Regions from separate parts of the Mus musculus genome. Here regions 1, 2, 3, 4 and 5 are each linked to region 6. The links are chromatin contacts, called in public Hi-C and promoter capture Hi-C maps. All regions are on one chromosome and are shown on one strand. The core of a region is the stretch at or near the end of the contact, and the rest is flanking DNA. Distances in the headings are between cores, read along the strand shown. Region 1 holds the start of Fuca1 (fucosidase, alpha-L- 1, tissue). Region 2 holds the start of Lypla2 (lysophospholipase 2). Region 3 holds the start of Cnr2 (cannabinoid receptor 2 (macrophage)). Region 4 holds the start of Clic4 (chloride intracellular channel 4 (mitochondrial)). Region 5 holds the start of Snhg12 (small nucleolar RNA host gene 12). Region 6 holds the start of Sh3bgrl3 (SH3 domain binding glutamic acid-rich protein-like 3).

Region 1 (4,291 bases), core at 1,334-3,833, 1.8 Mb after region 6:
GCTTCTGGTTCCTGCTTCATCCTCTGTGGCTGTAGAGCTATGTGAGGCTCTACCTTCAGGTCACCCTTGCCTCTTGGGGGTCAAGAATTATGATGCCCTAAGGACCAAGGATGTTCGCTTACATCCTTCAGACAGCGTCAGGAGCTGTCAGCTCAGGGTATCCTGTTGTTGGGAAAGGGCCCTCCCGACATCCTGATAAGCCTTGAAAGCCATTATGACCTTAGGTCCTTAGGGGCGCAGAGGAAGCTGGGTTCACTGGAGGTACAAAGTCTTCAGAGAACTCTATTCCTTGTGACATTTTGCTGTGTCTCACACAGCACTATCCCAGTCTTGCCTAGCTTCAGTACAAAGCAAGATATTCACACAGATTCTTTGGGTCCTAGGCTGTTCCCAGTGATGCTTGACTCAGCCCCACTGGCCTCTTCCACACTCTGGTCCTGAAGGATAAGCAGAAGGAGTTGGGAGGGAAGACTTCCTGCTGCAAACCAGGCATCCTAGGTCCACAGCCCCACGCTGTGTCTCTGGGTGCCTGCCTTTGCCCTTCAGTAAAGGTTGCAGTCCCAACAGATGGAGGTTCAAGGCGCTGCTGGTGGTAGGAGGGGTAGGTGGCACTGGGGACCACAGACACAGTGAAAGGAAAACTCTTAAACATTTAATACTTTTGCTTTTAGAAGATCCGGCCCGCAGACAGGACTTCCCCATTGCCCAAAGGAACTAACAGGGTGGTGTCCAGTGCAAAGAAAAATCAGCCTCCCTAATAAAGCAAGGAGGTCCACTCGGCTCTACAGCCTCTCCTAAGCTTCTGCAAGGTGACAGTTTGTTTTCTCTGTGAAGGTCAACGGCGTCTCATTTTATTCTTCCCAAGACAAGTTCTGTGCATCAAAAGCTGCTGCAAATTCTAATCGCTGTTTGGGAGGATCAGGGGAAGAAGTCGATTCGCCCACGCTTAGTGATTTAGACTGTATTTCAACATCAACTTGGGGGAGGAAGAGACAGAAAAGACACGGTGTTTCCTTATTACTCCTCAAAGGAGGAAGTGCTTGGTTCTGTCAACATAAGCCGATCTCTCCAAGGTGCCTGACAGAGGAGGAGGGAATACAGTTTCCACAGCTGTGAATTCCTGCACCAGCTTTGGTCCACACTTATGTGGTCTTGATCAACCCCCGCCCTTTACCTTGCTTTGGTTTCCTTCTCGGTAAATTGGGAATGGTGGGGAAAACAATGCTCTCCAGGGCCATTAAAACCTCTCATTGCTCTAACATGCTGTGGTTATCTCTGCAACCATGGAGACCTTTGTGCCATATGGACCATGTGACTTCTGGCTCCCATACTTCCTGAAGTTATGGGCACACACCATATACCATTGGGCGTGTGCTGACTGTAGAGGAATTGGGTGACTGGCCATATGAGTTTTAGAGATTTTCCCAGGGCAAGAGGGTTCTCTTGGCTCTCAATTTTTCTGGTCCCTCATGCCTCAGTGGTCCCCTGTGTGTGGGTCAGGCATGCTTGTTTAGCGGTGCCAGACTGAAGCTCCGGCCTTCCGGTGTACCAAGCAAGTGTTGTACTCCTGAGTCAGGTTTTCTTCAGTTAGATGCTAACTAAGCTCTCTGAGAGACCCTCAAAGTTTTTGAGGTGTAGCTCAGTCAGTAGAGTGCTGCATCTGCAAGAGCAAATCTCTGGGTTCAAAGGTCAGTACTACCTAAAACCAGGAATGGCAGTGCCATCCCCTACCTGTAATCCCAGCACTCCTGAGGTACAAGCAGGAAGATCAGGAATGCAAAGTTACTGTAGCTGTAAGTTCGAAGCCAGCCTGAGCTAGTTGAGACCCCCTTACCTCAAAATAAATTTAAGTTACAATTCTAAATTAAATTAAAATGTCTAGGGCTGGAGAGATGGCTTAGTGGTTAAGAGCACAGACTGCTTTTCCAGAGGTCCTGAGTTCAATTCCCAGCAACCACATGGTGGCTCACAACCATCTGTAATGGAATCTGATGCCCTCTTCTGGTATGTTTGAAGAGAGCGATGGTGTACTCATATACATAAAATAAGTAAATAAATCTTTTTTTAAAAAAATGTTTAAGTTCCTCGGAGTTCTTGTTAAGTTCAACGGACAAAAGATAGACTAAAATAACCACGTCTGCCCTTAATCTTTCAGCAGCCATTTCTCTCCCTCCGCATAAAGCTCCTTCTAACCTTGTTATTTCTCAATCTCTTCGGCAACTCTCCAATCTGCTAAACTCCACCTGCTGGCTGGAGGTATAGCACAGAGAACCCGCGGCTCCTAAATAGTCACTAAATAAAACGACCTGGCTTCAGCCTTCCCCTGAAGATTGGTGCAACAACGTGGACTTCTCCCAGTTTTCCCCACACCTTGGGTCTTTCTCACTTGCGGGGAATCCGGCAATTAAATCCTTAGGCGAGTCTACGGAATTTAAATTCAATAGAGCAGAACCAGCAACGCCGCCTTAAGTCTTTCTCCCTTCCAATGCCAGAGGGCGCTCCAGAGCCGCAAGCCTGACCCCACCCCCTCTCCTTCCAAGCCAATCGTTACTCTGAGAGGCGGGGCTACTCGCCGGCGCTTGCGTGTTAAGAGGGGGGCGGTGCGGGCCCGGAAGCAAGGATGTAGGAGCTGAACTTGAGTGGTGGGCTGTGGACTCTGGGATGCTGCTGCTGCTGCTGCTGCTGCTAGTGGCTGCGGCCCAGGCAGTGGCCCTGGCTCCGCGCCGCTTCACTCCGGACTGGCAGAGCTTGGACTCGCGGCCACTGCCGAGCTGGTTCGATGAGGCCAAGTTCGGGGTGTTCGTGCACTGGGGGGTGTTCTCGGTGCCCGCCTGGGGCAGTGAATGGTTCTGGTGGCACTGGCAGGGCGATCGGATGCCGGCCTACCAGCGCTTCATGACAGAAAACTACCCGCCCGGCTTCAGCTACGCCGACTTCGCACCGCAGTTCACAGCGCGCTTCTTCCACCCGGATCAGTGGGCCGAACTCTTTCAGGCTGCCGGGGCCAAGTGAGTGCGGGACGGGCGCGAGGCGGGAGCAGGCAGGCCATAGCCGGCGCTGCCTGACCTCGGAAGGTCCAGGACCCTACGTTCTGCATCTCGGAGGAAGGACGCTAAAGACGAGAATCCAGCTGAGGATCAGTTAAAAAAATAAATAAATAAAATAAAATAAAATAAAATTAAGGCGGGAAAGCACTGGGTGGTACACCTGTGCGGAGAGAGACTAGAATCAGGCTACATCGGTGTCTCGTTTGAAAGGTCCAGAACACAGCCCAGATTCCCGTCGGTGGCCCTGAGTTGTAGATCTGACCAGTCCCCTTAGGCTACGGGTAGCGTCCGTCCGTGGAAGCTTATAAAAAAGCGCCGCCTGACTTCCTTGTAGCCCTGTGCCTCTAAAGGAAGAAGGAAGGATGGAAGTTTGGGGTTGCTCTTTGTTGGGGTCTCCCTCACTTCTCACTTGCTTATAGTAGAACTCAGAGGAGGAAGGGGGTTGTTTGGGCAAAGCCCTGCAGAGGAAGTGCGTTTTGAGAGCCCTCTAAGCCAGAGAAAATATTGGCTGACTTTGGACGCGGGATTTGGCCACTGTGAGGGCAGCCTCCCGCTCCTGGCTTAGTGTAGTCCTCCGCTCTCTTCATTGATTTTCTGCCAAACTCCGACTTTTTATTCCCTCGGGACGTTAGGTTTTCTCCCCCGAAGGGAAAGGCTGTGTATAGCTGGCACTTAGTATTTTCGCCAAGTAAAAGGCCTGAGGGAACAGAAATCTGTCATCTTGCCATCTTGAGAGCCGTAATTTACAAAGTTGAACTCCAGCCTTTTTCCAGACTTCCTGTTTAATGGACGAGGTAACTAGCCCAGAGAGAGGAAGGAGAGGAAGGAGCCTGGTGTCCTAGACTGCAGGTCTATGATCTGGAAGTGAAAGCTCCAGAAAGCTCATGGGACAGGTGTGCCCAGGCTCTGCAAGCCATACCCAGAGGGCGTGGTTATTTGCTTGTTGAGTGGGAAGGGATTTTATATTTCAGAAGGACTTTTTGAAAGGGGAAAGAGATGTATTGCAGGAAGGACTGATGAAGTTCAGGGGCCCCTACACCAGCTAGTGGTAAAATCTCATGTAACATGCTATCTTTTCCTATAAAAGTAAGTGATATATTGAATGGACTGATTATCTCAACACATTTTTTTTTTCAGTCCTAGATATTTGAGCCTTTGTCACCTTAAATGACAGGCAGTTTCACAATCTTGGTTAAGAAAACAAGCAGATGGGGGCTGGAGAAATGGCTCAGCGGTTAAGAGCA
Region 2 (4,461 bases), core at 871-3,370, 1.8 Mb after region 6:
GACATGAGGAAGCCGGATGGTGGAGAGGGCGTCAGCCCAGCTGTGCCTGTGGGAAGGAAGAAGAGACGATGGTGTAGGACAAAGGCCCTCCAGCTCTACCCAATGAAGGAACGGCCGCCCCTCAGCTCACTCACCCTGTGTCTCCAAGTCCATGTAAAAAAATAACCTGGGAAAAAAACAGTCAGAAATGAGACAGGCAGGTCCCCCTTAGACCTCCCACTCCAGCTTACCACTCCCCCAGCCCCTCAGACCCAGAGGATCCGGGGTGGGAGCCAACAGATGATTAACCCTTCTAGCTTCAGGCTAAACCCTTCTCATATAGCCTCCTCCATGTTTCCCACATTGCCCAAAGCCAGCCGTCACCCACCACCTGGCTGGCCCCTTACCGCGGCCGTTTCCCGCTCAGCTCCAGACACGGTGGCTGCGTCGGTGAGCAGGGGCACAGACATGGTGTTACCACACATACACTGCAGGGCTTCCTGCAGGCTGGGCCTACACAAGAGAAGGTAGTCGTAGATTAGAAGCAAAGCCAGGGGAGAGAAGCCTTCCTGGTTTAAGAAGCCCGCCCGGAGGCCTTCAGCCTTGGGCAGTAACAGGGGTTTGATTCTGAGCAGAGAGAAAGTAAAGGCAGAAAGAAATCTCAGGCAGAGGGGTAGAAAGTTGGCCCCAGGGAACCGGAGAGAGATGGTTCAGCGGTTAAGAGCCTTGGCTGCTCTTCCAGAGAACCAGGGTTCAATTCCCAGCACCCACATGGCAGCTCGCAACTGTCTGTAACTCCAGTTCCAGGGGATCTGACATCCTCATACAGCCATACATGCAGACACAACACCAAAGTGCATAAAACCAAATAATTAAAAAAAGAAAGAAAGAAAGGAAGGAAGGAAGAAAGGAAAGAAAGAAGTCTCCATCCCAAGGCTGAGAAGGAGAACTTGGTCTAGAACTGGCACGCCTGGTTTCTGACCCAATCCCAAAGCCTAAGCATGGTACAGGTGGGCTGGCACTGGGTTTAGGGGTTGGAAGTGTAGGGGCAAGGGAAGGCAGGGTGGTCCCTGTAGCCTTCCCCCTATGTCTCCGAAGGCTAACTGCATCTTTCCAAGGTCTCAGGTGTCCCTTTCCTGGAATTCCCCTTCCCTGAGTCCTGCCCCTAGAGAGAGCTGGAGGAAAACCGCTGGAAACAGGCTTTCAGTCCCACCCACATCCCATCTTATCCATCTTCCCTCTCCTCCCCTCCTATCCAGCCCCTATCCAGTCTTCTCAGCTGTCTGGCTCAGTAAGAAATTCCCGAGGCCTCTGGAAGCCACCCATGTCCCATGAGAGCCAAACTCCTTTCTGCCATCTTCTACCAAAAACTGGTGCTCTAAGCTTTCCCAGTTCCACAAGGCTACCTGCTGTTGCTGCTGTCACTGACTCCAAACGGGTCCCCAAATGAACAGGTGTTGGGACTCCCAACACAAAAGAATATCAGGCTGCCTGGCCCCTCCCCATCCTTAGCATCCTCCAAACTCCGGAAGCTTGTGCTACCTGCCTCTGAAGTGTCTTAAGGGCGCCCCGCCCTCCCGCTGGCTCCCACCTTCCAGCTCTGACCCTGACTGCCCCTCCTCACGGTAGGATGATCACATAGCATCTTTCCACACCTCTGACTCTGGGGTTCCTCTTTCCACAGGGAATGCACCTGACACCCTAAGCTAGGATCCCCTTCCTTCTAAGCTCTGGGGACTCCCACTCCACCCGGCTCCCACTCTCCAAAGGATGACCGTCGTCTCCCATTCTCCACAGTGGGAACTTGGGTTCTGAGCCAGGGTCATCACATCCCTACGGTGGCATTTGCTGCCTTGCCCCACGGCTCGCACCTGCCCACAAAGGGGCATTGACCCTGGAAAGCCTCCGCCCCACAATGGGGTCTCCCACTGCCCAGCGCGCAGCCGCTCTCCCGCCACGCGCGCAGCCCCTGGCCCGGCCGTCCCGGGACTGGACAGCGCCCTCCGGCCACTCCCCACCGCCACCCCGGGACCCTCGCAGCCTCGCTGAGCGAACGCCTGGATACCTCACTCCCAGTGGCTTCCGAGACCGTTCGGGCGATTCTCCCCTTTCTCCCGCACAGGCACACACTCTTCCCCCTCGGCCGCCCCCGCCGGAACTTCCGTTCCAGTCCCGGGAACCCAGCCATCCTGCTGCCGGAAGTAGCCCGGCCAGCAGTACGGAACCCGGAAGCGAGTCCGGCTTTCCAGGTAGAAGCTGCCATGTTGCCCACAGTGGGACCACTCCCTGTGATGCGACGCTGCCACCTACAGCGTCTGGACATGGCACTGGATTCCCAGATGTCCTACCAGCTAAGCCCTCCTGGTGGACCTGCGTCCTGGAGGAGAGGCATTCCTCAGTATTGTTTAGCATAAAGTTAGCCGTCTTCCCATCCCCGTGGAGCAGGGTGCACTTCCAGGTGTGGTCTTGGATGTTCCCCACTGTCTTGTTTCATTAAGATACAGTTCACTGCTTAGGTCTCCAGTGCGCAGTATCGTATGCTTAGGTAGTGAAATGGTTACTTTAGTGGAACTCTGTGAAGTCTCAGAGATTGGCTTCCCTCTCAAAACTGGTGAATGCTTTTAGCCACACGTCTCCTGTCGTACTTTAGATTTGTCTCTTTATTCGTCTTGCTTCTTGTTTACCCTCCATACTGTTTCTCAAGCTGTAGCATTATACACCCTGACCTGAAAAGACCTGAGTTCACCCCGTCCTCCACTCTTATCTTTAAAGATGAGGAAGCTAAGGCTTGGGGAAGGAAGTAAATATATATCGACCTCAAGATTACACTGTGATCTCTCTTTCCTGACCGGCTTCCTCAGCTATAAAATGATAATAACCACCTGCTATTTCATCACTTTGCTGTTAAGCTTCAAGGAGGCCACGTAAACTTGCTTTGAACACTAAAATCACAGTGTGAGAGGCCTTACCCACTTGAAGAAGGACCCTGGGAAAGTCCGTAGGCCGTATCAGGATACTGACACACTGGCAGGGTTGGCTCGGCACTGTCCTTGACAAGTGATGCCTTGCAGGCTGCACAAAATGCCACCAGCTGTGAGCTAAGAACAAAAGGGCTTCATTTGGTCACCACTGAGTCACACTGGTAAAGTGAAAATTGGACTTGGAGTCCAGGCTGAGAGACAAGCTGAATTGAAGGACTGAATTGTAGAGAACCTTTAGGGACCAGAAAACAGGAAATGAGTCACAGGGGTCCCCTCAGCTGCAGAGGACTTCCAGATTAACCTACACTAGTTTTTTTGTTTGGTTTTGTTTTTTTCCCACCCTGCGAACCCAAAGCAATACAAGCTTGGGCAATCAACAAAAACACCTCCCTCCTGACAGAGAAGCAGCTTGTTCTTGTATTCAGGTCATGGGATGGTGCTTAGAATATGGAGATCAAGGGACCACAGCAAGCCAAAGACCTAGAAACGGATATCACAAAAGAAAGAGGAATAAAAACCGAGAAGAAAGCAACACAGCTAACCAGCCCCAGTGCCTGCAGAACCCTGCTGGGTTGGTCCGTGGATGAATACAGCCCCTGTACTTTCTTCACATGAGCCACAGTGGCAAGTGACGCTTCCAATCTTCAGGCTCAGTTCCAGGAGCTACCTGTGAGCTACAAATGAGCTAGTGGAACAAATGAGCTAGTATTGTAATGTGTTGGGTGTTGCGTGTGAATGACATGCATCCATGTTTTGAGCACACGTCAGAGTACGAACTCAAGACATCAGTCCTCAGAGCTGGCTACATAGACCAGACTGGCCTTCAGCATACAGAGATGTACCAACTCTGCCACTCAAGGACTAGGAATAAAGGTGTGGACCACCACGCCCAGCACTCGGTTATTGAGGCAGTCTCTGGTTTGCTGTTGTATTGTGTACTCCAGCCAAGCTGGCCCGAGGGCTTGAGGGCAATGTCCTGTCTGCCTAGCTCACTGCGATCACAGACATGTGCAGTGTCCTGTGGCTTCTCAGCCTGATTCTGGGAATTCTTGTCAGGCTTGAGCAGCAAACACTTTACCCACAGGGCCTTAGATTTATTTATATTTAAGTACACTGTTGCTGTCTGCAGACACACCAGAAGAGGGCATCAGATCTCATTACAGATGGCTGTGAGCCACCATGTGGTTGCTGGGATTTGAACTCAGGACCTCTGGAAGAGCAACCGGTGCTCTTTACCACTGCGCCATCTCTCCAGCCCCTTCTCTGGATGCTAGAAACCCATTCCAGGGCCACACACATTCTAGGCAAGCACTGTCCCAGAGCTACACCCTCACCAGCAGCCCTTCTAGTCTGGAGGATTTTCTGAAAAGCAGGTTGGAGCGAGTCTGAGGGCACAGAGCACTGTTCACATTCTAGTGTACCTCAGAACCTCGATTCCTAACAACCAAAGCCCGTTTCTCCAGATTGAGAGAAAGCGGCAGGATCCTCCGGACAAGGATGG
Region 3 (4,602 bases), core at 55-2,554, 1.8 Mb after region 6:
TACAGAGTGAGTTCCAGGACAGCCAGGGCTACAGAGAAACCTTGTCTTGAAATACCAAAAAGAAAAAAGAAAAAGAGAGAGAGAGAAGGAGAGAAAGAAAGAAAGAAAGAAAGAAAGAAAGAAAGAAAGAAAGAAAGAAAGAAAGACGGAAGGAAGGAAGGAAGGAAGGAAGGAAGGAAGGAAGGAAGGAAGGAAGGAAGGAAAAGGAGAAAACACACTTCCTGGGATGGGATGAGACCAATCTGCAGAGTTCTTACTCTGCAAGCATGGGGCCCTGAGGTCAATCCCCTGGAACCCAGCTTTAAAAGGGAAAGGTGATTCAGTGGTTAAGAGCACTGGCTGCTCTTCCACAGGACCCAGGTTCAATTCCCAGCACCCACATAGCTGCTTGCAATTGCCTGAAACCCCAGACCCAGGAGATCCGAAGCCTCTTCTGATCATTGAGGGCACCAGGCACACATGTGGTGTGCATACACACATGCAGGCAAAACACTCACTCACATGCCTATATGTACATGCATGCACACACATGCACACTCACATGCACACGTGCACACACGAGCATCCACAGGCACATGCACACATGCTTGTGTGCACATACCAGGCATGGTGAAGAATACTATAATCCCAACACTGGGTAGATGGAGACAGCCAGCCTAGCCTTGCGGGTGAATCCTGGGTTCCAGTGAGAGACCTTGCAGCAAAACTCAAGGTAGATCTAGGAGGATACAAGCTGGCATTCAACTGAGCCAGCAACTGGCCCCCTCCACAGTTCTTGCTATGTCTTCATAGCAAATTCCTCTGTTAGAGGTAATGCTGTGTGGAATGGTGTCTTAGCTAGGGTTTCGTTGCTATGAAGAGACACCATGACCAAGGCAACTCTTACAGCCAAGCATATTCAAACCACCACAAATAGCAAACAAGCCTAGCTTCAGGTACCTGCTTGGGTTCCTGCCTTGATGTCTCTCTCAATAAGAAACTGTCACCTGCAAGCTGAAATAAACACACACACACACACACTTTTGATTTTCTGCTTTGTGATTTTTGAGGCAGGGTCTCTATTTGTAGCCCTGAATGTCCTAGAATTTGCTATGTAGACCAAGCTGGCCTTGAACTGCCTCTGCCTCCCGAGTGCTGGAACTAAAGGTGTGTGTCATCATGCCCAGCTTCTGAACTTGCTTTTGTCACAGTCACAGAATGGAGCAGAACCAGGAGCCAGCAGCGTTCATTCATGTCATCTGCCAACACCTGCAGGCATTTGCATCTCAAAGCTCTGGGCGAGAGGGAGGAGGCATGAGGCACACACATAGCCTGGCACATGTCACAGACAAAAGGATGTAAACTTTACAGAGGTCAAGTGAGTTGCAGGACAGCATACACCCGGGGCCAGATTAGAACCCAAGTTTCTGGAGTCTAAGGTCTATGCCTATGCCCTCCCCTGGCCAGAGTTCCTAGGAAGAGAGAATTCAACCGCAGGGCAAGAACACTGTGGCACTGAGGACCCAGAGGGGAAGTGGTAACCGGTACGGAAGGCCAGATCTCCTCTCACTCACTTATCTGCACCAGACCTCCTCTCATTCACTCATCTGCGAAAGTGTGAGAGCAAGAAACCCCAGGCTGGAGCTGCAGCTCTTGGGACCTACGTGGGGGTCCCTGCTGGGTCTCCAGATCTGGATACAGAATAGCCAGGACAAGGCTCCACAAGACCCTGGGGCCCAGCGGCTGACAAATGACAGTGAGTGTAACTTCCTTTGTTGTTTTACTTCAGACTCCTCGCTCCAGAAAGCCTATGTTCTAACCTCAACTCTTCCCTAACTCTTCGCTAAGTAAAAGGGAACTGTCTGAGGCAGGGGGATGGATGTCGGACTGGGAACATGGGTCATAGCTCAAGACTGGTTCTCCTGAGATAGAATTTTCCTTGCCTTTCTTCACAGTAATAAACCCCCAAAACTTAGGTGGCCTTTTTGGGGGAGTCTATTTCTATTTACCCCTGAAACAGATAGCCACTCTAGGCCAAAGAAAATTTGCTTCCAGTCCAGCTTAGTGAATGGGACAAACTTATTGGTGTTGTCTGTAGGGACATGGGTGGCTTGGGCAATTGTATCATCAAAAAGCCTACCCCAGCATGGTGACAAGTGCTCAAAGCTAGTGACATCGCTGGTGTCCCCATTAGTTGACAGTCCACCTCCAAGCAGCAGACAGGACGGTTTGCAGGGGTGAAGCAGGAGGGAGGGATGGAGTGTTGGAACGTCAGGGGAGGGTCTAATGACCCCACACACAGGGACTGGTACAGGCACGATTTTTTGAAGGCCTCCTGTAGATAATCGAAGCTGTTGGAAAGAAAGGGCCACACAAGCCCAGGGAACAGAATTCCACGCCACACAGATCTTCTCTGTGGGTTGGGCTCTGCTCCAAGGCCCTTTCAAGGTTTCCTTTATTGGCTGCTCACAAGTCAACCTCTGTGGTTAAATGCTACCCTACCCCACACTCGGCAGAGGGAGGCTGCGTGCTACTCCCCTGAAGTCCCAGGGGCATCTCTTGAGAATATTGGCTTGAATATGAGTATTTTGGCGTCCTGGTCTACTCTACTGGGCCATCCATAGCAGGTGGGGGTTTGAAAAGGACTCCAGAAGACTAAAGCCTTGGGACTCACCTGGGCAATCTGAAGCCTGTGGGGTTTTGTTTGTTTGTTTGTTGTTTGGTTTTGGTTTTTCAAGACAGGGTCTCTCTGTGTAGTCCTAGCTGTCCTGGCACTCACTTTGTAGACCAGGCTGGCCTCGAACTCAGAAATCCGCCTGCTTCTGCCTCCCGAGTGCTGGGATTAAAGGCGTGTGCCTCCACGCTCGGCTTGAAGCCTGTGTTTTATAGAAGGAAAAAAAATTGAGGTGCAGTGAAATGATTGGCTGTCAGATACGACGACAGGTACTAGACTGTGAGACCCGGGCTCTGCTTCCTTGGAAGTCACTCTTATTGAGGGAAGACAGATGTCAAGGTGGGAGTCCTGGGGCGGAGGCTCCTGTTTAATCCTAACTCTTAACATTCTATGGCTTGGCACAAATAACTCCACTTCTCTGGCCCTCAGCTTTTCCTTCTGGGGCAGCGCAGGTCTGAGAACGCCACCCTCAGGCTTGTGGTCAGGGCTCAGCCAGGTGACACTGGTTAGGGAGAGACAACGGCACTGGGGCTCCGTGAATAGCTTTGGTGGAGAGTTTGGCCTTGTCCCCTCTGCCCATGCTGTGGACTAGAAATATGAAAAGGAGGTACCACTTCCTTCCCTAGGATAGAAATCGGTCTCAAGAGAGATGTGCCATGGTCATGAAAGCCAGGACTGGGCAGAAGAAGGGCTCATGACAGACTCAGGAAGTCTGGGGGCGGGGGGAGGGGGGAGGGGGACATGGCCTCAGTTCTGCAGTTGCTTGTGGCTCAAGGGAGCTTGCTCCCTAATCTGTGTGGTCCCATGCGTGTGACTCCCCACCTGTGAAGCAACCCTTCCTCTCTCCTCAGTTAAACTGCCAAAATGGCTGCCTCCCCATCTCACTGTTCCCTGTTTTATTTATTTGTGTGTGTGAGAGAGGGTGCATGCCCCTGTGTGGGTAAGCTTGTGGAAGTGAGACAGGTTGACATTGATGTCTTCTTCAGTTGCTCTCCATGTTGTTTCTTGAGACAATTTCTCTCTGAACCTGAAGCTCACTCAGTCAGCAGGTCTGGCTGGCCAGAGAGTCATGTCTCCCCTTGGCTGTGCTGGGATTACAGGCGCATTATCATACCAACTTTTTTCCTGTGGGCCCTGGGGACTCCACAGAAGGTCCTGTGCTTCCATAGCAGGCTTTTAAACAGCTGAGCTGTGTCCTCAACTCTTCTGCCCCCGTTACTCTGACTGCGTGTTCTAAGGGTGCCCGAACCTTGTATTGATTCTGATGGAATCCAATAGAACTCTGAGCATCACCCTGCCAAGCCAGTGGGAGTAGCCTCACAGGTCACATAGAGAGCTTCACTAATACTCTGACACCAACAAAAGATACATTTGGTCCTTAGGTCGGCGTTTCCCTGCTGGGTCTGGCCTCACCATTTTGCTGGAATAGCTGTAGTCCCAGATTCATTGTCAAGACTTAAAACACCTATCTCGCTGGGCAGTGGTGGCGTACTCCTTTAATCCTAGCACTTGGGAGGCAGAGGCAGGCAGATTTCTGAGTTTGAGGCCAGCCTGCTCTACAGAGTGAGTTCCAGGATGGCCAGGGCTACACAGAGAAACCCTATCTCGAAACAAAACAAAACAAAACAAAACAAAACAAAACAAAACAAAACCCTGCCTATCTCTAATATTTGACTTTCAGCAATCTCCCCTAGGGAGCCCCTTTCCCCAAACTTTCCAGGGATCAGAGTCCACCTAGCCCCCAGCTACTTGAGGGTCCCACATCCCGGAATCCCTCTCTAGTCCAAGGCGTTTTGCTCCCGCCCACCTGAGCATCAGCTTCACCCCCCCTGAGCTGGATTCTCTCAAAGGACTAGGAGAGGGGTTTTCAAGCAGCCTCTGCTTATGATTGTGAAAAGCCCTGAAGGCCGGAGACACAGAAGGCTGTCTGCAGAGAGATAGACAGCGTT
Region 4 (4,945 bases), core at 1,607-4,106, 1.1 Mb after region 6:
TCTCCTTTCAAACAACCAACTGGGTCTGTATCAGCGTACAATTGGCCTACACTGAAGCACAGAAGGGTAAAGAGCATTTCACAGACAAAAAAAAAGCTCAAGAGAAAACAAATGGCCCAGGACAGCCCAGCCAATGGGCACAGAACTCTATGGCTGACCTCTGACCTCCAAGGCCTGTAAATTCAGTGGTTCCAACTACAAATATGGACCACTGGGAAGGGGTATGCCAGTGACTCAGCTTTGGGAAAAGGCACCCCACCCATCTCCTTATGGAAGTATTAAGTCAACACTGAGCAGGGCAGAAGGCATCTGTCACATCCCTTCCAAGAGAGACAGTGTGTCTGTGTTGCTGAAAGGTCACACATGGGGCCTTGCCCATGCTAGGCATGCTACCACTGCGCTACATCTCCAATCCCTTCCCTAGTTTTTAAACATTTCTCTTGCCATCATTTATTGGCCAGGGCCTCCCAAAGCACGCTGAGCAGAAGCTATAAAGTGTTAGTATCTGTGTGATTGTTGTGTTTGCGGTTGATTTTGAGACTGGGTTTTCTATGCAGCCCTGGCTAGCTTGGAACTCACTATGTAGACAAAGCTGGCCTCCAGCTCAGAGGTCTGCCTGCCTCTGCCTTCCAAAAGACTCAGTTTAGAATTCCAAGTTGTTTAGCACCTCTAAGGTTTTACCATTAAGCACTGTTCTTCAGACTAGCATCTACACTTTCAGAGTCGGTTTGGGGGCTTTCTTTGGCTTTGTTTAGTTTATCAAAGCTCCTTCCTGCCGGACGTGATGTTTCACACCTATAATCCCAGCCTGAGGCCGCCTGGACTGCATTATGAGTTCCAAGACAGCACAGGATACAGAGTAAGACCCTGTTCTCACAAGAAGAGGGAAACCATTATGTCCCGTCGCTATCTCTAGCCTAGCGTCTTCCCTTCTTTGTGCTGTTTTCCACGACCCTCTCCCCATTTCTTCAGGTTCCTCAAAAGTATTGTCTGCCACCTCCAGTCGCAGACATTGTGATATTTTGAGAGCCCTAAGCCTTTTCTTTCCTAATGCTGCGACAGTTTAATGCAGTTCTTCATGTTGTGCTGACCCCCAACAGTAAAATTATTTTTGGTGCTACTTCATAACTGTAACTTTGCTACTGCTATGAATTGTAATGAAATTGTCTGCATTTTCCAATAGTCTTAGGTGACCCCTGTAAAAAGGCCGTTTGATCTTTCAAAGGGGTCTTGACCCCCAGTTGAGAGCCGATGCTCTAGACCAAAAAAAAAAAAAAGTTCTAAAACCAGCAACTAACAGAAAACACTAAGGCAAACATTGTTACCACCCTGCAGATTTCTGCCTTCCATCTCTGGAACACATCCTTCGATAATTTCCGCTCTTTCAAATTAAAACTAAGAAAGGGCAGACTTTAGTACTGGATGCCTGTTGGACTTCTAGTGTTGCCAGTTTCGACCTAAGCCTGGATATTTAGTGGCTAACAGAACGAACGTCAGGGTTTCCAAGGAGGCTCAGTAAAGCAGGGGACCCAGATGTTTGTTGCGTTAACTTTTCCCTCCTTCGCTACGCCCCAAAAGGGAGAGGCGCGGAGAGCAGTCAGAGAAGCGTTTCTAGGCGAAGAAGGCAGCTCCAGGGTTTACAAACTGAGGAGGGCGAGAGGAATGAACCTTTTTAAGCCCGAGAGAGCGGAGAATTCAGGTTTTCTTTCAAACCAAACGGGCTTGCCTGCCGAGGTGGCAACAGCAAACGAAAGCGGCCAAAAGGTTGCATCATGTGAAAACAGGCGCGCTAGAGAAACAAGAAAACCAGATGGTGGTAAAACACCGGACAGGAAAACCCAAGTCGGGAATCTCTGTATTTTCCGGAAGCCTTGGGGCATCCACCCTTCTTTTCGCTTTTTCTTTTCTTTTCCTTTTTTTTTTTTTTTCTTCTTCTTTGCAGTTAGTTGCCTGGGTTTTGGGTGTGTGTCCGGAGGCTCACATTTGTAACCCAGGCTGGCCTCGAACTCGAGGGACTCCTCAAGCCTCTACTGCTGGGTCATAGCCGAGTCACCACGCCCGCATTAAAAAAATTCTCCCCTCCCCCATGCGGGAGGAGGGCTGGGATGAGGGTCCCTCCTATCCCAGGCTTGCCCTGGGTTTACTAAGCAGCCAAGGCTGGCTCTGAACTCGGGATCTTCCCTAGACCACTTTTCCCAACTGCTGGGTTTACGGCTCCCGGGTCCCTCCTCCCCTTTACTTTATTTAACATTGTATCAAAGTTAAAGTTTCAGTTTCACCCGGGCCAGGCGCTAGCGTTCCAGTAAGTTGGGTGAGCTATCAGCCCCGCGGCCCGAGGCTGGGGCTCGCGGCGGGGTGGGGTCGGACACGGCGAGGAGGGTGACAGTACCCACGCGGCGCAGCTGAGGCGCGTCCCGCCCTGCGGAGTCGCCTCCCTGTCGCCGCGCCCGCAGGGTCCGCCAAGGTCCCGCTGCGAGGCGGGAAGGCGCGGAGCCCAGACAATGGGAATGAGCGCGGGAGGTACGGCGCCGCCTCGGGCTGCGGGGATGCCGCGTGGGGGCGCTTCGGGGTGCGGGGACGTCAGCCCGCGTCGCTCGGGACGGTGAGCGCTCACCTTGACGAAGAGCTCGATGAGGGGCTCTTTGTCCTCCTCCTTCAGCCCGTTCAGGGGCATCGACAGCGCCATGGCCGGTTGGGCTGGGCTCCGCGGACGGCGGCTGCGGCTGTGGCTCCGGGGCTGCTGTGGCTGCGGGTTCCCGCCGCTCGCTCACTCGCTGGCTTGCTCGTTCGCTGGACAGTCCCGGCGTCTGGCTGCCCGTGGCCTCAGATCCTCAGCACCGCCTCACGCCTCGCGCGCGACTCTGAGGGGGTTGCGGTCCCGGCCGCTTCAAACCGCTGGGCGGAGCCCTATGGGCGGGGCGTGGGCGGAGCAGTGGCCAGGATCCTGCAGGGGTGGGGGGGAAATGGGCGGGCCACAGCTGGGGGCGTGGCCTCAGGCGAGGAAGACAGCGGAGCGCTCTAGCTTCCACGGACCGACCACTAGGGAGCCTGGAGGGCGCTGGGGGCGCGGCCTAGGCTGGGCAGCGCGGATTGGCCGGGAGGTCCCCCCGAAGCCACGCCCCTCAGGGGGTGGGCGGGGAAGGTCCCTGGAGCCGGAGCCTGACACCGCCTCTCTCCGCGGCGCAGCTGCTGCTGGTTGGGTGCCAAGTGACCTCATGCGGCGGCCCGCCTCGCGCCCTCTCCCCCGCTGCAGCCGCAGGGACTCATCGTCCCCTCCGGTTCCCGGGGCGGCGGCCTCCTCGGCTACTTCTGTTAGGCGCGGCCGCCTTTTCCTGGAAAACTTTTGCGAAAGTTTTCATGTCCTTAAGAACTTTTTAATCCTTCTGACCGCGGATCTCCTTTCGTGATCCTTCTCTATTTGAAATCAAGATACTCAAAAGTTCTTGTAAAGTCGTCCTGTGTCCCGGGCTCTGAATTAGGCCAAAACGGTGGGACAGCGTCCCGCTCCAGCACAACCCCAGTGCTTGAGGCAGCGCCTGACTCTGAAAACGTTATCCGTGCTGTTTTGCCCCACCTGGACCGATTCCTGTCTTCCGTTCACCTGGAGAAGTTTAATGAGTCACCTGAGTGCCACTCAGCGCGCAGGGGCGAGTACTTTACACCCTGAGGACAGGGGCCTGAGACACGCGGTCTACTGCGGAATTGCCGTCAGTGAATGTCACCTTTGGGAAATTTGCCTTCTGGTTTTCCTTAATCTGCTCATTCTGTGGTACCTCCCAGGCTAGGGTGATGAGTGAGTTGATTAGAAAGGCTAAATTGGGGGATGGAAGCGGGGTGTCATGGTTATCTCACATCCTCTGTGCCTAGTGTGGATCAGAGTGCTTCAACAAATTGGAATGATGTGTAAAAATGCAGTGCAACCTGCAACTACTTTATCCTCACTCAACCCCATCTCCAAGTTGCTAGATTCTGTGAGAAGGATGCTGTGCCCCAGCAATTAGATCCATCAATGCTCCGGAGTAAGGCTGTTTTAAGTTCACAGTTTGGCAGTGGCCTTAAACACCCTAAACCTCGGCCTGATTTGGTGACATATACGTGGCTCTCAGGTGATGGCTCAGGCAGGAGGGCTGAGAGTTTGAGGACAGTCTGGGTATATTGCAAGACTACCTCAAAATAATAATAATAATAATAATAATAATAATAATAATAATGGCAGTCAAGATGATTCAGCAGGTAAAAGCGTTTGCCTTGCAAGACTTCCAACCTGGATGTGATGTTGGGGCCATCTAAAGGTAGAAGGAGAAAACCAACTCCAGAAAGCTTACCTCTGACTTCTACAGAATGCCATCACACACACACACACACACACACACACACACACCAGGGTTTGGGTTTTGGTCTGCCTGTTTTTTTTCTCCACCTCCCAAGTACTAGGGTCAAAGGTGTCCACCACTGCAACCAACAATCACCGTATTTTTTTTTTTTTTTTTTTTTTGAGCCAGGGTTTCTCTATATACCCCTGGCTATCCTGGAACTCAATCGGTAGACCAGGCTGGACTGGAACTCAGAAATCCACCTGCCTCTGCCTCACAAATGCTGGGATTTAAAAGCATTGTGCTACAACTGCCCAGCACAGTAAAGTTTTAGTAGGTCAGCTGGAAGACTGTATGCCTAGCAGGCTCAAAGCCCTGGACTCAGTTCTCAGCACTGCCTAACTGAGTGTGGTGCCCCATGCCTGTCATCCCTGCACTCCAAAAGGGCAGGCAGGAAGATTAGGAGTTTAGGGTCATCCTTGGCTATAAAATGAGTTTGAAGCTAGCCTGGGCTACATTAAACCCTGCCTCAAAGTAACCAGAAACCTAAGACTTCCGTTCCGTATCTAGACTAGAGAGGGTGGTGTTGGTTACCGCCTTGTGTAATTAGGGAGGGCTGGGACCTCGTGGAG
Region 5 (4,474 bases), core at 1,326-3,825, 1.8 Mb before region 6:
GGAGGGGTTCCTGCTCTTGGGGAGCTCTCATTCTAATGAGGAAGACAAGGAAGGAAACACGTACTTGGGCTAAAGCAGTAAATAGCTCAGCTGGTAAAGTGCTTGCCACACTGGCCTGAGGACATGAGTGCCATCCTGAGAAGACCCGTAATAAAGCCAAGAGGATGTCAGCAACCTCAGCCCTGGGAGGAGGAGACAGGCAATCGCTGGACATTCTCTTACTCCATGGGCAAACTTCAGGCAAATGAGAAACCAAGTCTTTTTTTTTTTTTTTTTTTTTTTTTTAAGATTTATTTATTTATTATTTGTAAGTACACTGTAGCTGTCTTCAGACACTCCAGAAGAGGGCATCAGATCTCGTTACGGATGGTTGTGAGCCACCATGTGGTTGCTGGGATTTGAACTCCTGACCTTCGGAAGAGCAGTCGGGTGCTCTTACCCGCTGAGCCATCTCACCAGCCCGAGAAACCAAGTCTTAAACAAAAGCAAGGAAAGGGCTGGAGAGATGGCTCAGCGGTTAAGAGTAATGACTGCTCTTCCAAAGGTCCTGAGTTCAAGTCTCAGCAACCACATGGCGACTCACAACCATCCGTAATGAGATCTGACGCCCCCGTTTGGTGTGTCTGAAGACAGCTACAGTGTACTTACATGTAATAATTAAATCTTTGGGCCAGAGCCAGCAGGGCTGGAGGGAGTGGACCGGAGTGAGCAGAAGTCCTGAGTTCAATTCCCAGCAACCACATGAAGGCTCACAACCATCTGTACAGCTACAGTGTACTCATATATATATAATAAATAAATAAAATCCTTTTTAAAAAAGGCAAGGCAAGGCAGTATGGTGCATGTCTTTAATCCAAGCACTCAGGAGGAAGAGGCAGTTCAAGGCCAGCGTGGTCTGTATAGTGAAACCCTGTCTCAAAAAAACAAGCTCCCTAAACTACCACTCCCAGCTTGCTGGGGGAGGGGAGAAGGGGTGGTAGGATCCAAATTGTGGTCTTCATGTTTGCACAGCAAATGCTTTTAACCTCTGAGGCACCTCTCCAGCCTGAAACCTATTTTTTCTTAAATTAAAAAAAAAAAAAAAGATTTATTTATTTATTTATTTATTTATTTATTTATTTTATGAGTACATTGTAGTTGTCTTTAGACACATTGCAGATGGTTGTGAGGCACCATGTGGTTGCTGGGAACTGAACTCAGGACCTTTGTAAGAGCAGTCAGTGCTCTTAACTGCTGAGCCATCTCTCCTGCCTGGAAACCTATTTTTTCAGGTGTATGTAGGAGCTAAGGGGAATAGCTTGGGAGCAGCATGTGGTAAGTCCAGTGACACCCTTCCTAACATTGGGGAAGGAAAGAAATTGGACCTGGAAGGATGCTTGTAATTCCAGCTACTTGAGAGGCTGAGGTCTGCCTGGACAAACTAGTGAGATGCTGTGTAAAATAAAAACAAAAAATAAAAAAAAAAAGAAAATGTTACCGGGTGTGGTGGTGCATGGCTTTAATCCCAGCACCCGGGAGGCAGAGGCAGGAGGATTTCTGAGTTTGAGGCCAGCCTGGCCTACAAAGTGAGTTCCAGGACAGCTAGAGCTCTACAGAGAAACCCTGTGTTGTAAAACCAAAACCAAACCAAAACAAAACAAAAAAAGAAAAGAAAATGTCACCTCTCTACTTTAAACTGTAGACGTGATACAACCTGCTAGCCATCCCCCCGGACCCCCGACCGTGACTTTCCTGTCATGAAGGACTGCAATCTGGAATTATAAGCCAAATAAACTATATTCCCCTATCAAAGAAAATAAAATAGAAAAAAAAAAAAAAAAGGTGGGCTGGAGAGATGGCTCAGCAGTTAAGAGCACTGGCTGCTTTTCCAAAGGTCCTGAGTTCAAATCCCAGCAACCACATGGTGGCTCATAACCACCTGTAATTGGATCTAATGCCCTCTTCTGGTGTGTCTGAAGACAGTGACAGTGTACTCATATATACATCAAATAAATAAATAAATCTTTGAAAAGAAAAGAAAAAAAGAAGAACAAAATTTTGGTTTTTTGAGACAGGGTTTCTCTGGGTAGCCCTGGCTGTCCTGGACCTCACTTTGTAGAACAGGCTGGCCTCGAACTCAGAAATCTGCCTGCCTCTGCCTCCCGAGTGTTGGGATTAAATGCGTGCGCCCCCACGCCTGGCTTCTGAGGGTCATTCTTTAAGAAGATCTGCCAGCATGCTGTTACCCTCTAGGCCATCCCGGGATGCTCCGGGGGAAAACTCCATTTTTTTTTTTCTTCTCTTTTTTTAATTTGCAAAATCTCTTTATTAAGCACATCCAAATGTGGAAAACCCTTTCTAAGATCGGTGTAATTCAAAGTCGCCCGGGAACTTAATCCATAGTGATGGCAGTTGGTCAGAGATTTGAGTTGAGCGCTCTGGCCTGGGTCGAAACCACTATCAGGGCCAGACAAGGAGCAGGAACCCGGCTTTGCTAAGAACTACATTTCCCAGAGGCGCCGTGCGTCAGGTGGATGACGCAGACTCAGTAGAGGGCGCGAGAGTATATAATCCTGGTGCAGGCCGTTCTCAGTCCTTTCTCGCTTCATCCGCGGTCCCTGTCTGTTTTCGTTATGGCGCCTTGTACTTCTACCCAACGTTGCCCGCCCCCCATCTTCCCAGCCCACCAGCTCCGTCCGCCTCTCCGGATGATTCGTGAGATACCGAGCCTGCCGGGAAGGGACCGGATTTTTCCGTCTGGTCCAAGGAAGCACGGGTTATGGCCACATGCGCAGTGATAACTCAGGGCCCCACGCCTTTTGACCCGTGAGTGTTGTAGGCTTGGGGGTGACGGGATCTGGTAAGAGCATTTGTGCCTTTACTGGATTACGTGCTTGGGTGCAGTAACCTTATTAGGATGACGCCAATGGAAGGGCCTGTGACCATTACCTCCGAGCGACCTTTTTGTGATTAACCTCGCTCCTATGTTGGGTGGAATTTGGGTCCTACCACGTGCTAGGCGATCGCTATGTCAACCATAGTATTAAAGCCTTAAAAAAAAAAAAGTCAGGATAATGGGCCCTACAGAGTTGGGCAAGGATTATACAACCTCGGCTTTCTCGCTTTCTGATTGCAAAAAGCCGCCATTTTATTCAGCTAAACCTGATGTCCACAGCGCGTTAAAAAGCGTTTGTAGGCGGTAGGGTCATTAATTTGAGACTGCTTTGGGTTATAGTCAGGAACCTATCCCAATGTCTAAAGCTTCACGTATTGAACTAGGAGCCATCGGAGCCCACAGGATTGCCTTTTCAGGCGTCTCTCTAGTAGGCAGTGGTGAGGCATGTGGCTTGTGGGTTTGAGGTCTAGCAATTGCTATCGCTGTCTGTGGCCCTTATCGAAGCTGCAGCAGCTTCTACATAGCTGCTGTGGTCAAAAAGGTGGCCCAGAGAAAGAATTTTCCTTGACGGTCGCAGTTCTGTTTCCTGTAACTGATCTGCAACATTGTGGAAAATGACAGCTTCACCTTACTATTTCTCTGGAGTATGTAGCAATCTTTAGGCTTTTATTCCTGGGGGGGGTGGGAGGGGATAGGAGGTAGACCGGTGAGTGAGCTCAATCTGATTTACAATTCAGGCCTGTATTGATCATCTATTGGTAAATAAACAATGCCTTGGTCACTGTCACAGTCCCTATAAGGTAATGACTGGGAATATGGAACAAGATTATTGTGGCTAATTCTGTTGCCATTCATCTTAGCTGTTGATGAAGATTGTGAGGAGGGAGACCAGAAGATAATGGACAACGATACAGCAGAAGGGTCTGGTAAGCTCCGTTTAGTTGCACTACCCGGGGAGACCTGAGGCATGTTTCCAAGGGCTGTGGCTGCCTGTAGCCATGGGATCTCCAACTGCATGCCAGAGTAATGGAGAGACTTTGACAGCTCAGGTCAGCACAGTGCCTGCAGCTGCCACTCATCTTTCCTATATATGTATATCAGGCCTCAAGTTGAGCGCCCTCTACCTGTGAGGCTATTGTTCTGTGGTATTTACAACAAATGTTTCTTCTGCAGGTTACACTTGAGCTTATTTCTTGGAAGAGTCTGAGAAGACGGCCTGTCAGGCTCCTAACACTAAGGTAATTGCTGGCTAAGACAGCCTGACCCTCCGGTTTCCCTTTCCCATCGGATCTTGACGCTGGTCTTGGTGGTCGTTAAGGAGGAAGAGCACCCTGAAGCTGGCCTCACAGCGATGCAGTCTGCTGTAGAGCAGCAGGCCAGACTCAGACATGCCTGGGCTTTGAAGTGGGAAAACTTGAGAACTGATCAGTATTGCTGAGTAATGGCTTACTTTCATGGTTTTTTTTTTTTAAGGGCCATGTAACCAGTGAAGCAGCCATTATATATGATTTGGTCTACACTTGTTGGGTAAGCTTAAGGATTGTTAACCCTTTTCCTAAGTAGTATAGCAGAAATTCAGGTTTGCATAGTGGCTAGCCA
Region 6 (4,965 bases), core at 1,434-3,933:
TTTTCTTCTTGGGCCTCAGCTGACACAGAACACCTCAGCTCTTTAGCTCACTGGTCCCATCTATCCCTGCTCAGAGATGAGCCAGTCCTCCCTGAGGGCGGAGGGAATGATTTAGGTGAGACCTAGGCTCCAGCCACTCTCCATGGCTGCCTTCCAGAACTGCTGCCCAATGCCTGCCCGGATCCAGGAGATCATAGTGGAGACACCTGCCTTGGCTTCTGAGCGGCAGAGGTGAGGGCGAGGCAGAGAGATGGGAGCAGGGCGGAGAGGAAAGGACCAGGGAGCTGGGGAGCGCTGAAGGCCTCTGGATCTGCAGGAGCCAGGAGTCACCTGACATGCCAATGCCTCTGCTCTCCATGCTTCGCATCAAGTCCGAGAACGGAGAGCAGGCCTTCCTGCTGATGATGTGGCCTGAGGATACCATTGGCGACGTGCGGAAACTCTTAGCACAGGCCAGGTGGGTATAGGGCAGGACTAGGGCTGCAGGGAGTTCCTGGCTCCACGGCCTGGCCTGATGTACTCTGCTGGCCATCCAGGGACATGGATTCAGCTGCCTTTGAGATCTTGAGCACCTTCCCGCCCACGGTCTACCAGGACGATACAGTGACTCTGCAGGCCGCAGGCCTGGTTCCCAATGCAACGCTGCTGTTGCGGACCCGCAGAGCCCTGCTGTCGAACCCCATCTCCCGCCCAGGCTCACTGCCCTGAATAAAGTGCCGCCCCTGACATAAGCTTCACAAGGCTCTCCAGAGAGGGGTTAGGCCTGTAACTGTAGGGAGGGGGTGGTAGAGATGCTCAGGCCTATAACTGGAGCCCCAGCCGGCATAGCCACTGACTCTTTGTCCCCTGGGTTCCTGTTCTCCAAGTTGTACTAAGTGAATCCAGTGGAGGGAGTGGCCAGCCCTAGCTGGGCTGACATTCTCTGTCTCAGCTGGGTCAGGGGAGCCTCAATGGGGGCGAGGCCTCTGAAGACAACCAGATGCATGTAGATCCACAAGCTCACATGGATACTTTCTCCAGAGTGTGCACAAAACCAGTGCCACAACTACCCCCATGGACCCAATCTAATACTGCTGCAGCTGTACACGCCCCCATCACCCCCCTACACTGAATCAGTCAGCTCCAACACGGGAGGCAGCCCGGGGGCAGCCACCCTCAGGCAGGCAGGCAGGCAGACAGCAGAACCTACATGGGAAACAGGGTGACTCAGCCATCATGGTCATGTGCTGCCAGCCAGCCATGTGTTCCACACACATACACACATGCACACGCACACGCAGCGGCAGCCCTGGGACAGTCCAAACACCACCAGAACTATCTGCCTCTGCCAGGCAGGGACCCGGACACCACAAGCAGTCAGCACCAGAGGAATGGACATTTAATTGTCTCTAGGGCACTCCTAGGATGGGGATGCGGGGCCTTTGGCAGAGCTCTGGCTGATGGAAGCAACAGAAATGCTCATCAGACAGGGCCAGGCAGAGAGGATGCCCCAAGGTGTGGCTGGGGACAGCCATCGTCAGGGCTTAAGACAATCTTTTGAGACTAGTTGGTGAATAAGGAATGTTGCCTCTGGAGGAAGAGGAGGCGGCTGCGGAAAGGGTCTGGGTCTGGGTTTGCAGATTAGGACGACAAGGAGTTGGTTACAAGGCCTGGTGAAGAGCTAGCTGGATAGGATCGGTGGCCATCCTGACTCAGGCCAGCTTCAGGAACTCCTGCAGTGTGTCCTGCTCCACGGCCTCCACGAAGAGTTCATAGTCCTGAGGAAGGGAGGCAGTCACCTGAGTCGAGGTGCAGGGCACCCCAGTTGTTTGCCCAGGTCTGACCCTGGCTGCAGTCCTCCAACACCTCCCAGAACCCAAACCCCATACCCCACAGTAGTGGTTCCCGTTGACAATCTGAGGTGGGGTAGCTTTGGGGTTGCCAGCCAAGGTTCGCATCTCATCTCGAAGGGCGTTGTCCTGGGAGATGTCCACTAGCTGGTATTGGATCCTCTTCCCATCTAGGATGCGGGTCACCTCACTCTGCTGGGACTTGATCTAGGGGCGGAGGATTGACAGGGTTGGCAGGCAAGCTGAAGGATTTGTGGGAGGAATTCCTTCGGGTGTGAGCAACAGCTTCTATCCTGCCCACTCTGAGGGGAGGTTCTGGCCACTAAGGGATGGGAAGGGTCCAAGGATAGACAGGTAAACTACTAGAGTTTCAGAAAGAAGACGGGCAAGTTCTGTGCATGACAGGGAAGCTAGACTCGGCGAGGGGCAGGCCCTCTCTACAAGACACATCTCCTCCTCCACAGCCGCACAGTGGAGAGGAAGCGGGATTAAAGCGGTCGGGGGTTGGTGCAAGAGAATGGATGGCCCTATACTGGGGGAATGAGCGTGGGCAGCTCACGCTGGGGATGCCGAGGGGCCCTTGGTGCGGGGGTTCAGGCTGGGCCCAGCCCTTGGACCAGACCTGGGAGGCCATACCCCGCACCTCACTGCTTCCATCGTGGGGGCGGCTCCCGGGCGCTGGTCGGAGCACAGAGACGGCCCACCCTCTCCGGGCGCCGGCCCAGGCACACACTTACTTCTCGGGAGCCGGTGACCGACGTGCTGTAGACGCGCAGGCCACTCATGCTGCAGGCGGGGGACACAGACCAACTGAGGGACGGTGGGAGCGGCAGCTGCACGGCTAGGAACTACGCTGCCGCCGCCGCGCTTGGGAGCGGTTTCCTTCCTGCTCCGCCCGCGAGTCACTGCTCTCGGGACCAATGAGCTGCGCAGGCGGGTAAGGCGGGGCCTGCATGACCCCGCCCTGCTCCGTGGCCTGGAGCCGGGAGGACCCCTGTCCTCTGCAGCTACTTGGCTCCCCCACTTCCCCCTCAGCCCCATGCTGGGGACCGGCTAAAAGGCAGAAAAAGCTGGGAAGGCAGGCGGACCGGTTCAGTTAAAAGCTTTCCCCAGTCTACCCGGGTTGTGTACATTCAGTGGCCAAAGCAGTGCCACCCAGGTCTCCCGGTCTCTTAATAGCACAGCTCAGTATGGAACTTTGGAAGGCGGGTCAGTTCGCAAGCTTAGACAGCAAGGGCCGGGGGGAAAGCTGTGGTGGGGCGCTGGAGGGCGGGGAGGGCCAGTGCAGCCAGGACATTTTCTCTAAAGCACCTCTCCACTCAAACAGGCTCAGACAAGAAAGGGGTGGTGGCTGTAAGCGAGGGGGTGGGGGAGCGGCTCACACCCTTCAGGAGCCAGGGGGAGGAAGTAGGCTGCGGGACAGCGAGCGTGCTAGTGTGCGGAGTCAAAGGCTGGTGCCCCGACTTAACCTGGCTTGCACTGGCCCTTGGCACAGCTATTTTTGGGGTGATCCCAACTTAACTCTACCTTTACATTGCAAATGACACCCCACATCTTTGAACTTTAAGAATTCAGCTAATGAGATGGAAGAGAGTCCAGCACCCATTCCAACTGTGGATCAAGCTCTGTCAGGTTCACTATAGGCCCCAAGAGTAGACCTGGGGCTACATAAATAATGGCGCAGGAACAACACAATTCTGCTGCCTGCTGAGGCAAACTGCCTGTCTGCTTCTGGGGAAGTCATTTCCTCAAAGCCACAGAAACCCAGAAGCTGCTGACCTCTGAGAGGTGTGCAACTTTGTAGTGACAACTGGCGGCGGTTGCTCTCTGCAACACAGGAGTGTGGGCAGAGACTAATCTGTCGCCACCCAGAGCAGAAGTGGGAAGACTGAGCCTCCACACTGGATCTGCCTAAACTCACTTCAAAAGAGTCACAGGCAGGCTGGCAGGGGACGCTGGGAGGCACTAGGAAACCGGAGTGTTTGTTAAATGTTTTATTCTGTAATCAAAATAGGCAATACAAACCAGTCGACTTAACAAAGAGTCATATAAATAACTTTATAAACTTTACGAAGAAAAATACCCGTGAGCATGGAGGCTGGGCTCCCGATAACAGGGTGGAAACCAACCAGGAAGCTCTGTTTTAAGGAGGCAGCAGCCCGGAGGCTGAGGGGATGGTCAGCTGGGTGTGATTACTCTGAAAGGTAAGCCACTCCATAAGAAAACATAAACTTGTTAAAACACTGGCAAAGCGGCCCCTCAGGCCCTGGAGGTCCATGGTGCTGTTAACAGCCCCAAGGCTTAGCAGAAGTCCTGTCTGCACCCCCACAACTACTTTACTCCTCATACATACAGGGCCCTTGGATCCAAACTAGAGGAGGTTGAGGGCTGGCCAAATAACCAGATACAACTGAGACGATCCCTAAATTGGGAGGCAAGAAAAACCAGAAAGCTAAGGCTCAAAGGCCTTAGAGAAACACAAAACACCAGAAAACACTCAACACTTTTTTTTTATCTTAGGTGCTCCGAACTGTCAAGGTTAGAGCAGGAAAAGGGAACCCTCCTAACCCCAAATGAGAGGCACAGTTCAGAGGACAGCGACAGCGCCCAGCCTTAGGAAGGACTGAGCAGCCACAGCCACCCTGTGCTCTTACGGGGGAAACTCATGTCCAACCCGGGAACCACGAGGCAACCACAGAGGAGTCTGTACTCCTAGACGACATAGCGGACCCAAGCACATGCCCACATGCCCAAGGTTCTAGGGACAGACAATGGGTAGCTAGGAAGAGTTTCCTGTAAAAGATGGCCCAGCAGGCAGGCCGAGGAGCCCTGCCATGGTCCCCAAGTCAGTGATCATAGTAGGGGCTCTGCTGAGAGGTGGATAACCCTGAGGCCTCTGTGGGAACAACAGCCCTGAGGAAACAGGTACCTGAGAAAACCCAGAAAGCCAGCTGAGTTCTCAGAAGACTGATACAAGGGGCCTGAGAATTCTTAAAAGGTTGCTACTCCTACTTTACCCTTTAGGCCTCTCTTAAAAGAGCATCAGTAGGACCAAGGTATGGATAGGAATGAACATGGATCCGTCCTGGAGGATGGAGGGGAGGCCAGCAGCCTGTTTGCTTCTCATGCCAGGTTA

The links. Promoter capture Hi-C pulls out the DNA fragments that hold promoters and counts their contacts. Hi-C and Micro-C count contacts between places; a contact is called where the count stands out from the background. Capture Hi-C pulls out chosen DNA fragments and counts their contacts.
Region 1: a promoter capture Hi-C map of pre-B cells shows a contact between it and region 6. The contact joins the promoter of Fuca1 here to the promoter of Sh3bgrl3 in region 6. A contact is called at or near these places in 2 of 39 promoter capture datasets (liver and pre-B cells).
Region 2: a promoter capture Hi-C map of liver shows a contact between it and region 6, with 2.4 times the contacts expected there. The contact joins the promoter of Lypla2 here to the promoter of Sh3bgrl3 in region 6. A contact is called at or near these places in 2 of 39 promoter capture datasets (hippocampal neurons and liver) and 1 of 484 Hi-C or Micro-C datasets (B cells).
Region 3: a contact with region 6 is called in a promoter capture Hi-C map of pre-B cells, with 3 times the contacts expected there. The contact joins the promoter of Cnr2 here to the promoter of Sh3bgrl3 in region 6. A contact is called at or near these places in 1 of 39 promoter capture datasets (pre-B cells) and 1 of 9 other capture datasets (liver).
Region 4: a Hi-C map of B cells shows a contact between it and region 6, with 8 read pairs. The contact joins the promoter of Clic4 here to the promoter of Sh3bgrl3 in region 6. A contact is called at or near these places in 2 of 39 promoter capture datasets (liver and pre-B cells) and 1 of 484 Hi-C or Micro-C datasets (B cells).
Region 5: a promoter capture Hi-C map of liver shows a contact between it and region 6, with 2.2 times the contacts expected there. The contact joins the promoter of Snhg12 here to the promoter of Sh3bgrl3 in region 6. A contact is called at or near these places in 1 of 39 promoter capture datasets (cranial neural crest) and 1 of 9 other capture datasets (liver).

The regions. Positions count from the first base shown.
Region 1 is chr4:135,918,143-135,922,433 of GRCm38.p6, forward strand. It overlaps Fuca1 (fucosidase, alpha-L- 1, tissue), which reads left to right and starts at 2,584. Exons shown (of 8, transcript NM_024243.4): 1 at 2,584-3,008. The coding sequence starts at 2,662. It overlaps Cnr2 (cannabinoid receptor 2 (macrophage)), which reads left to right. Exons shown (of 2, transcript NM_009924.4): 2 at 1-2,077.
Region 2 is chr4:135,970,474-135,974,934 of GRCm38.p6, forward strand. It overlaps Lypla2 (lysophospholipase 2), which reads right to left and starts at 2,121. Exons shown (of 10, transcript NM_011942.1): 1 at 2,045-2,121; 2 at 387-492; 3 at 135-166; 4 at 1-46. The coding sequence starts at 464.
Region 3 is chr4:135,893,885-135,898,486 of GRCm38.p6, forward strand. It overlaps Cnr2 (cannabinoid receptor 2 (macrophage)), which reads left to right and starts at 1,305. Exons shown (of 2, transcript NM_009924.4): 1 at 1,305-1,735.
Region 4 is chr4:135,269,904-135,274,848 of GRCm38.p6, forward strand. It overlaps Clic4 (chloride intracellular channel 4 (mitochondrial)), which reads right to left and starts at 2,857. Exons shown (of 6, transcript NM_013885.2): 1 at 2,615-2,857. The coding sequence starts at 2,686.
Region 5 is chr4:132,306,103-132,310,576 of GRCm38.p6, forward strand. Snhg12 (small nucleolar RNA host gene 12) reads left to right here and starts at 2,576. Exons shown (of 5, transcript NR_029468.1): 1 at 2,576-2,805; 2 at 3,736-3,801; 3 at 4,049-4,113; 4 at 4,349-4,402. Snora16a (small nucleolar RNA, H/ACA box 16A) reads left to right here and starts at 3,363; the gene lies at 3,363-3,498. It overlaps Snora44 (small nucleolar RNA, H/ACA box 44), which reads left to right and starts at 3,851; the gene lies at 3,851-3,967. Snora61 (small nucleolar RNA, H/ACA box 61) reads left to right here and starts at 4,205; the gene lies at 4,205-4,266.
Region 6 is chr4:134,126,050-134,131,014 of GRCm38.p6, forward strand. It overlaps Sh3bgrl3 (SH3 domain binding glutamic acid-rich protein-like 3), which reads right to left and starts at 2,684. Exons shown (of 3, transcript NM_080559.2): 1 at 2,567-2,684; 2 at 1,869-2,036; 3 at 1,357-1,757. The coding sequence starts at 2,614. The coding sequence ends at 1,692. Cep85 (centrosomal protein 85) reads right to left here. Exons shown (of 14, transcript NM_144527.3): 14 at 3,809-4,965. It overlaps Ubxn11 (UBX domain protein 11), which reads left to right. Exons shown (of 15, transcript NM_026257.3): 13 at 158-231; 14 at 317-457; 15 at 537-731. The coding sequence ends at 708.